Regions from separate parts of the Gossypium hirsutum genome. Here region 1 is linked to region 2. A link is a contact called in public Hi-C data. All regions are on one chromosome and are shown on one strand. Each heading gives the region's core, a stretch centred on a gene start, on an enhancer-like site or on the middle of the called end of the contact. The rest is flanking DNA. Distances are from core to core; before and after follow the strand shown. Region 1 holds the start of LOC107937592 (sacsin). Region 2 holds the start of LOC107886373 (lysine-specific demethylase JMJ25).

What was found. A called contact is a pair of places that touch in the nucleus more often than the background predicts.
Region 1: a contact with region 2 is called in a Hi-C map of leaf, with 2.5 times the contacts expected there. The contact joins the promoter of LOC107937592 here to the promoter of LOC107886373 in region 2. A contact is called at or near these places in 2 of 34 Hi-C or Micro-C datasets (anther and leaf).

Annotation. Positions count from the first base shown.
Region 1 is chrA12:86,410,495-86,414,562 of Gossypium_hirsutum_v2.1, reverse strand. It overlaps LOC107937592 (sacsin), which reads left to right and starts at 1,753. Exons shown (of 40, transcript XM_041082966.1): 1 at 1,753-2,505; 2 at 2,606-3,335. The coding sequence starts at 2,162.
Region 2 is chrA12:86,280,644-86,284,325 of Gossypium_hirsutum_v2.1, reverse strand. It overlaps LOC107886373 (lysine-specific demethylase JMJ25), which reads left to right and starts at 2,390. Exons shown (of 13, transcript XM_016810300.2): 1 at 2,390-3,682. The coding sequence starts at 3,179.

The DNA.
Region 1 (4,068 bases), core at 504-3,003, 130 kb before region 2:
TTATGAATGACACTACATGCTACAAAAGTCGTACGCCTAATGCACTAACTTTCAATTCCTTATTTATTCGAACTCAGACTTTTACTTACATCAAAGTGTATGAGTCAATATACATAGTTCGTCATCCACCCAGGATTTAGGTATGTCACAATATGAACGTCACAAGTGTATAAATCCATAAACAAATTTTGGATCTATTCTTATTGGGTTCAACCCGATGTACTGTCAGTCCAGTCAGTCATATCTACATCTCTAGCTTTTGGGAATCATTCACTCCGATACCTAAGGCAAAACATCTCCCTAATTGGACTTGATAGTCGACGTATTAGTCTTTCAATTAGTTTGCTCATTTCCGATTAGACTAATGACATGTTTAGGTTCGTTTATTAATATAAGTTGTCTTTCTATATTACGATCCGACTACATAATACCACTTAGTATTATTTTAAACATTAGACAACTAATGAGCAACATTTGTTTCCATTTTACTTTGTGTGCAAAAATCACATGAGGACAATCATAGAAAGTATATCAATGTAATCAATGAATTTGTTTTATTAACCAATCTGTTCAAAAAATTACAAGTTTACAAATGAATATACAACACTCAGTGCACCAAATACAACATTTGGGAGATCCATTGGCGGGTTTGGTGTTCGGGGAAGCCATCGACGGTAGTGGAATTGATGGTTGCAAGGTTTGTTGGGAAGGGAAATAAGATGAAAAGAAAAGAAGAAAGAAAGGGGAAAAAAGAGAAAAATAAGAATAAATAAATATTTTAATATTAATTTTTTAAAACTCGTGGCACATTTAACTGCCATGTTAAACACATGTTATCAAATAACGATAGTAAACAATTAAGTGGTATTTTTGTAATAATACAATAATGTTAGTGGCATCTTTGTAAGTTTTTAAAGTTTAAAGGCAAAAAATAAAAATTAATCAAAGTTTGGTGGCATTTGGTGTAGTTTACCCTATAATTTTATAATATAGTTTTACTTCATGTAATTAATGTAAAATAACATTATTCAAAATAATAACTATTGGTGCAGTAATAAGATATATTGTACTCCTAAGTAGAGATGTATGTTTGAACCGTGCAAATAATATTGTTAGGAGGGATAGTTATGAATTCCAAACATAGATCATAAAACGAATATGAAGAATGCAATTTTCATTTCATTGTAACTAAATTTTCAACATATAATATTTTAAATAATATAAGTAGGTAGGTGGTTTGCTTGTCACTTAAATTAGAAATTATTAAGTCGATTTTATTTTATTAAAAAATTAAAATAAATTATCATTTTTTTTGTAAAAAATAAATAGTTGAATTACAAAATTTATCTTTCATCCAAAATAATATAAAATATTATATTAATTAAATTAAATAAAAAATAAATAATCTTTTAAAAAATTAATATTTAATTTTATCAAACAACATAATTTTATTTCGTAAGCATATTTACTAATACATCAAACAATATTAAATAAAATTTCAGTACTTAATTACTTAATTTTTTGAGTACTTAAATTTGTAATTCATCGAATATTCTAATATTGATTATCTTTTATATCAATTTTTAATTATTATAAAAATTTTTATATTTTGTATTTAGAGTTGTATTTGAGTAATAATTTTTATTTAATTATAATTTATTTTAAATGTATAATAGTTAATTTTATTATTATTTTTAAAAGTGAATTTAGTAATATGTTAAAAATAAATAGTATTGTCTGTTGGTAAAAGTTGATGGAAGTTTTGATTTTTTGTTGGTCAAATAATGAATTTTCTGGTCGAGCCCCCCGTTTTGCAATTCATACAGTAAAGAATTGAAGTCTAAAGTCTGGCTGGTTGACCGTACAATTTACGCTCACCGACGACAAACAGAAGCTAGACGGCAATTTATTATTAATATTTTAGAATTTTGGTTTACATCAACCAGAACTCGCACCGCCTTCGTGAACTTTTCTCTTATGCACAAATAAATTCCTTGCTTTTCTTTTCTCACCCCCAATTTCCATAAAACTCACCAAAATTTTTTTTTCTGGTTTACACGTAAATAAATCCATCTGCATGGCTTAATTCCGAATTCCTCTCATATAATTAAAACAAAGAAAACAAAGGACATCGCTGGCGACACAGAAAAAAAAATAAAGAATGGAATTGCCGGCAAGGGACTCGATTCTTCTAGAAGACTTCGGGCAGAAAGTGGACTTGACCCGGCGGATTAGGGAGGTCCTACTGAACTACCCGGAGGGCACCACCGTGTTAAAGGAACTTATTCAGAATGCCGACGATGCCGGCGCCACCAAAGTTCGTCTATGCCTTGATCGCCGCTCGCACGGGACGGATTCATTGCTGTCGGATTCTTTGGGGCAGTGGCAAGGACCATCTCTACTTGCTTACAACGACGCGGTTTTTACAGAAGAAGATTTCGTTAGTATTTCTAGAATTGGAGGGAGTGGTAAACATGGCCAGGCCTGGAAAACTGGCCGATTCGGGTAACCTCTCGCTCAGATTGCTTTATACTGATCTTCAGCTTCTTACCTCTTTCTGCATTCTATATATTTATTTGCTTTTTTTTGTTGGAATATTTTCTAGGGTTGGGTTTAATTCGGTTTATCACTTGACCGATTTGCCTTCGTTCGTGAGCGGCAAGTACGTAGTATTATTTGATCCTCAGGGTTTTTATCTTCCCAATGTGTCAACAGCTAATCCTGGAAAAAGAATCGACTTTGTTTCTTCTTCAGCTCTTTCAATATACAATGATCAATTCCTTCCTTATCGTGTATTTGGTTGTGATATGAAAAGTTCTTTCGCTGGAACTTTATTCCGTTTCCCCTTGAGGAATTCTGATCAAGCTGGCCGGAGTAAGCTTTCGCGACAAGCTTATTCGGAAGACGATATTTCCTCCTTGTTTTTCCAGCTTTTTGAGGAAGGGGTTTTCTCGTTACTTTTTCTTAAAAGTGTGCTGTGTATAGAAATGTATACATGGGATGCTGGAGAATCTGAGCCGAAAAAGCTTTTCTCATGCTCTGTTAATTCTCCCAGTGATGAAATTATTTGGCACCGGCAGGCGCTTCTAAGATTGTCAAAACCAGTTGTTAACAGTACAGGTAATGAGGTTGATGCTTATTCGGTTGAATTCTTGAGTGAAGCGATGGCGGGGACTGAATGTAGAAAAAGAATTGATACTTTTTATATTGTACAATCAATGGCTTCTGCTTCTAGCAGGATTGGTTCTTTTGCTGCTACTGCATCCAAAGAATATGATATTCATCTGCTACCTTGGGCATCTGTTGCTGCATGTATATCAGACAGTTCATCAGATGTAATTTGCCGCTCTTAATATGTCTTACCCTTGTTGGTGTATTATTTTTGTTTTAAAGTATTATTGAATTTTTTTTCTTTTTTGTTCTTCAAGATCATATGCCCTGAGTTGTCAATTTCATAATGTGTCCACTATGTTTTGTAGTTTTATGCTGGTTTGGTTAATGGTAATAAATCTTTGCTTGTGTAGGGCACTGAACATGCTTGATATCACGGCCTTATAAGTTAGGGAGCCTGACATGCTTTTTATCCTGTTTGAACTAATTTTCTCTTGTATGGTACCATCGCAACATGGACTGAATTTCAAGGTTTTTGGTGATCTATACACGAAACATCTGGCACTGAGCTTATGTCTTACAATAGGTTACCTTGTTTCTGATTCAGCGTAGGAGCATAATAGGCATTTGGTTTTACTAGAAACCAATTTGTAAAGAGTAGTGGCTTACATGGCCAGGCCAGCCTATAGTTTGTTTTATAGCTCTTGGGGAAATATGACAGGAACTGTATTTTTCCTTTGTTATAATCCTAGATAGGTTACCTAAAAGCACATGTTTTAGTTGTTTTACGTCAACCTTATAAGGATTTGTATTTCATGTTTATAAAATAGTGAAGAAACCAGCATGTTGCATAATTTTTTTTAAAAGAACTTCTATAGACTGGGTTTCTATTCACAGGTTTTTGCTTTAAATATTGCACTGCCTATACTGTTGTAGACCTGAAGCAGCAAACTTTAA
Region 2 (3,682 bases), core at 1,141-3,640:
TTTTGGCCCGAGCCTGAATATACTATGTTATAAAAGATATTATATTAATTATATATGTTAAATAATAATTATTTATTTATATTTATATTAAATCACTAACCCAAAAACAATTAAATTCATTACCTAAAACTTAAAAAAAGTAACTTACCCAACTAAATAATTCAACCCAAAATATAAAATTTTAAAAATTATATTTAATACAATAAAATATTTATTATATTTATAGTAGTGTTTTTTTAATATAAATACTTTTTTTAATATGTTAGAAAACTTTTATTTTGGTGTTCTTTTAGTACTTTAAAATTTTAAATAAAAATAATATAAAAATAAAATATAGGCGGGCTAAATTAGGCTTGAATTTATTTTTTTAAATTAAACTGAATTTGAGTAAAAAGATAAACCCATCTTTCGAGCGAAACCGAATCTAAACTTAAAATTTTGATGTAATAAGAGAATTTAAGATGTAAGTAAATACAACAACATAAACAACTACTGGGTACAAGTTTATCAGCTTCTGGAATTACCTGAATCTCCTAGTAAACAACTCCAACAATCATTGTTTTAGCACGTGTACATAAGAGGAGGGTGATTATAGCTTAGTGGTTCCAATAGATTTTGAATTAGCATTTAAGAAACCATAAAGTCCGGATCATTAGTTATCTCCACCTATTATTCTGGGAAATAAAATTGTTGCTTAAGAGATAAAACTATTTCTCAAACGAGACAACTTACATCATTATTAACAAATTCAAGCTTAAAATACACAAAACATTATAATTTTATGAGATCATTTGATAGTCAAGGGTATTCACCGCTTTAAGTATAATTTAAGATTAAGTCGCACAAACCGCATTTATTATTCAATTTTTAATTTGTAATTCAAAATACACAACCATTATAAAATTTATAAAAAAAAAATTCACACCCCCAAAAGCAACCAACCACCAATTAAAGAAAATGCAACGACTTGATACATAAATAAAAAAAAAGGGCTAGAAACAAATTATGCATTGGAAATAATTTTGAGTGAATCCACACTTTGTCTGCTAACATTCTCTACTAAAGGGTTGGGAGATAAGTAAAGAAGGCTAAAAATGTGGTGTTTTTGAAATGGGTTGTGATTTCCTCTTACTTGGTCGTGGGAGGTGGAGGTAGGATTTTGGTGTCATTTACGGTGTAAAGTAGTCATTGTTGCTGCTACTGCTATTCATGATTGTTTGTAACCTTTGTTTTTTTGAGAAAAATCCCATAATCTACAAGAACACGTGTAAGTTGAAAGGGAAAGAAGTTCCAGAACTAGCTATAATTCCAATACACCATTGGGCAGTAAGTTGAGCTTTTTAGCTTAGATTAATTTTATGGCAAGCGGTGAAGCAACAATGTTTATTTTAGGGAGTTGAATTAAAATTAAATATGTTATGTAACAATTAATTTAAAAATATAAATAATTTATTTAAAAAAAGCAGTATTTTAACATAATAATTGATTTAAATATATAAACAACCAATTTAAAAGAAGAAGAAATAATATTCTTACATAACAATCGATTGAACCGTATAAATAATTTATTCAAAAGAAGTAGTATTCTTACATAACAATTGATTTAAACATGTAAACAATCAATTAAAAAATTAGTATCCCGACATAACAATTATTTTGAACATATAAACAATCGATTCAAAATAAGAAAAAGTAGTATTTCACCATAACAATTGAGTCAAAAGAAGTAATATTCTAACGTAACAAAATATTTCAACATAATAATCCATTCAATCTAAAATTGACAAATTCATGGTAATCCAAAACCAACCAAATTCGATCATAAAAAAAATATATTTTTCATAGTTTCTTGATCTGAAATTCACATAATTTTCAAATTGGTTAATCATTTTTTATTTCGTTTTCACTAGAATACTTATTACTTCACAAACTATCATTTGACAAAATTTCCAACAAAGTGACCAATATTTTCTTCCTCTGTTTTACTTTAGCTCAAATTTACTATAACATTATCTAGTTATGTTTGTTTCGTTTTTACACTTGTAACAAATTAGAAACCGTCTCCTAATAAATTTTTTTCATTATTTTCTAAGAAGAAAGTTTCTATTTCTTTTTATATATATTATTATGTTACTTATAAAATATTATTTAATAAAAAGAATATTAAAAAATTATCATGAATAAATTAGTTTATATATAAAAGGCGAAATTACAAAAGTTGTAAAAATTGGGAGGCCTACTTAGAGGAGTATAATATATGTATGAAAGGTTAAATTGTAAAAAATTGAAAATTTGGAGCGATCATGACCTCTCAAAGTCTGTACTAGATTCCGCCGTGGGAGTTAAGAGAGAGATAAACAATAGGAGGTTTGATTAAAAAGAATGGTGTTAGTAGATGCAGGAAATTGAGAGCGAAGAGGGGGAGAAAGAGGCTAATTCAAATGGGTGGGGTAGAGATAGCATTAATTTACTAATTCATCCCTCAATCATTCAATTTCTACAACTTTTTCAAAATTAATTTTCCAACTGTTCTATATAAAAACTGAACATTCTGAAAAACAGCTAAAGATATTAAACTCGCCCTTGTTTCTCAAATAGATAAAATATTTATCACATCATCACCTCTAATTTTAATAAGATTGAAGTATTAGAAAGAAACAATGTGCTGTGGGGTGTCCCAAACCCAGGTTCCACTATCCAATTTGCAGCTGATTGATTGGTTTTTCCATTTTCCGAAACACTGCGCCAAGGAAGACATGCGCAGATGGAGAGAGAGAAGAGGAGCACTTCATTATTTCACATAAAAAACCCACAATATTTTGATTTCCCTCCAAAATTTTCCACTTTTGATTTTCCTTATTTAAACTCCAAACCAAACCCTAATACGCATTCTTAGGGGAGTGAACGGCGCCGGTTATTAATACTGTTTCCTTCCTCATTCTCAACTTATCTTCCTTTTTTTTTAAAGAAAATTTTATATATATATATAAACTATAAATATAAACTTCTACTTCTACTTCTACTTCTACTTGTACTATACTACTATTACTAATTTATAAACTACCAGCTCAGGCCAAAAAATTTAAAAAAACCTAGGCTCTGTCCTCGTTCGACTACTTAGCTTTTAGAGAGTGTGGTTGGAGTCTTCCTTGTAGTGTCGCAAAGCGACGGTGAAGCGATGGGAAGTGAGGAAAATTGCGGTTTTGTGGAGGAGAAAGTTGAAGGGAGAGAGGAGGGACGAGGGGGAAATAGAGATGTGGGTGGAGAGAACGGAGGGGAATTAGTGGGAAAAGAGGAGGGAATTGAAGGGAAAGATATAAAAAGTGGGGATTCGGAAGGGGAGGATGAAGACGTTGCTTTAAATAAGCTTAAAGAAAGAGGTAGAAAGAAGAAAGCGGCAGGTTCTTCTAAGAGGAGCAAAATAGATATTGAGGAAGAGGGTAATGTCGGGGGGAAAACTTCGGATTTTGCGGCTGAGAAGGGGGAAGTTGATTCGGGTGCTGCTGGTATTGGGGAAGGAGATAGCGGGGATGTTTTGAAGAAGAGACTGAGAACTGTTTCGAGGAGGGTTAATTATGCTGAGATTCTAGAATATGAGGATGACTTTGTAGATAACAAACGTAGACGCAAGGGCAAGAAAAAGAGGAAAGTTGTTCAACCTGGAGGTCAAGAAGATGGTTAT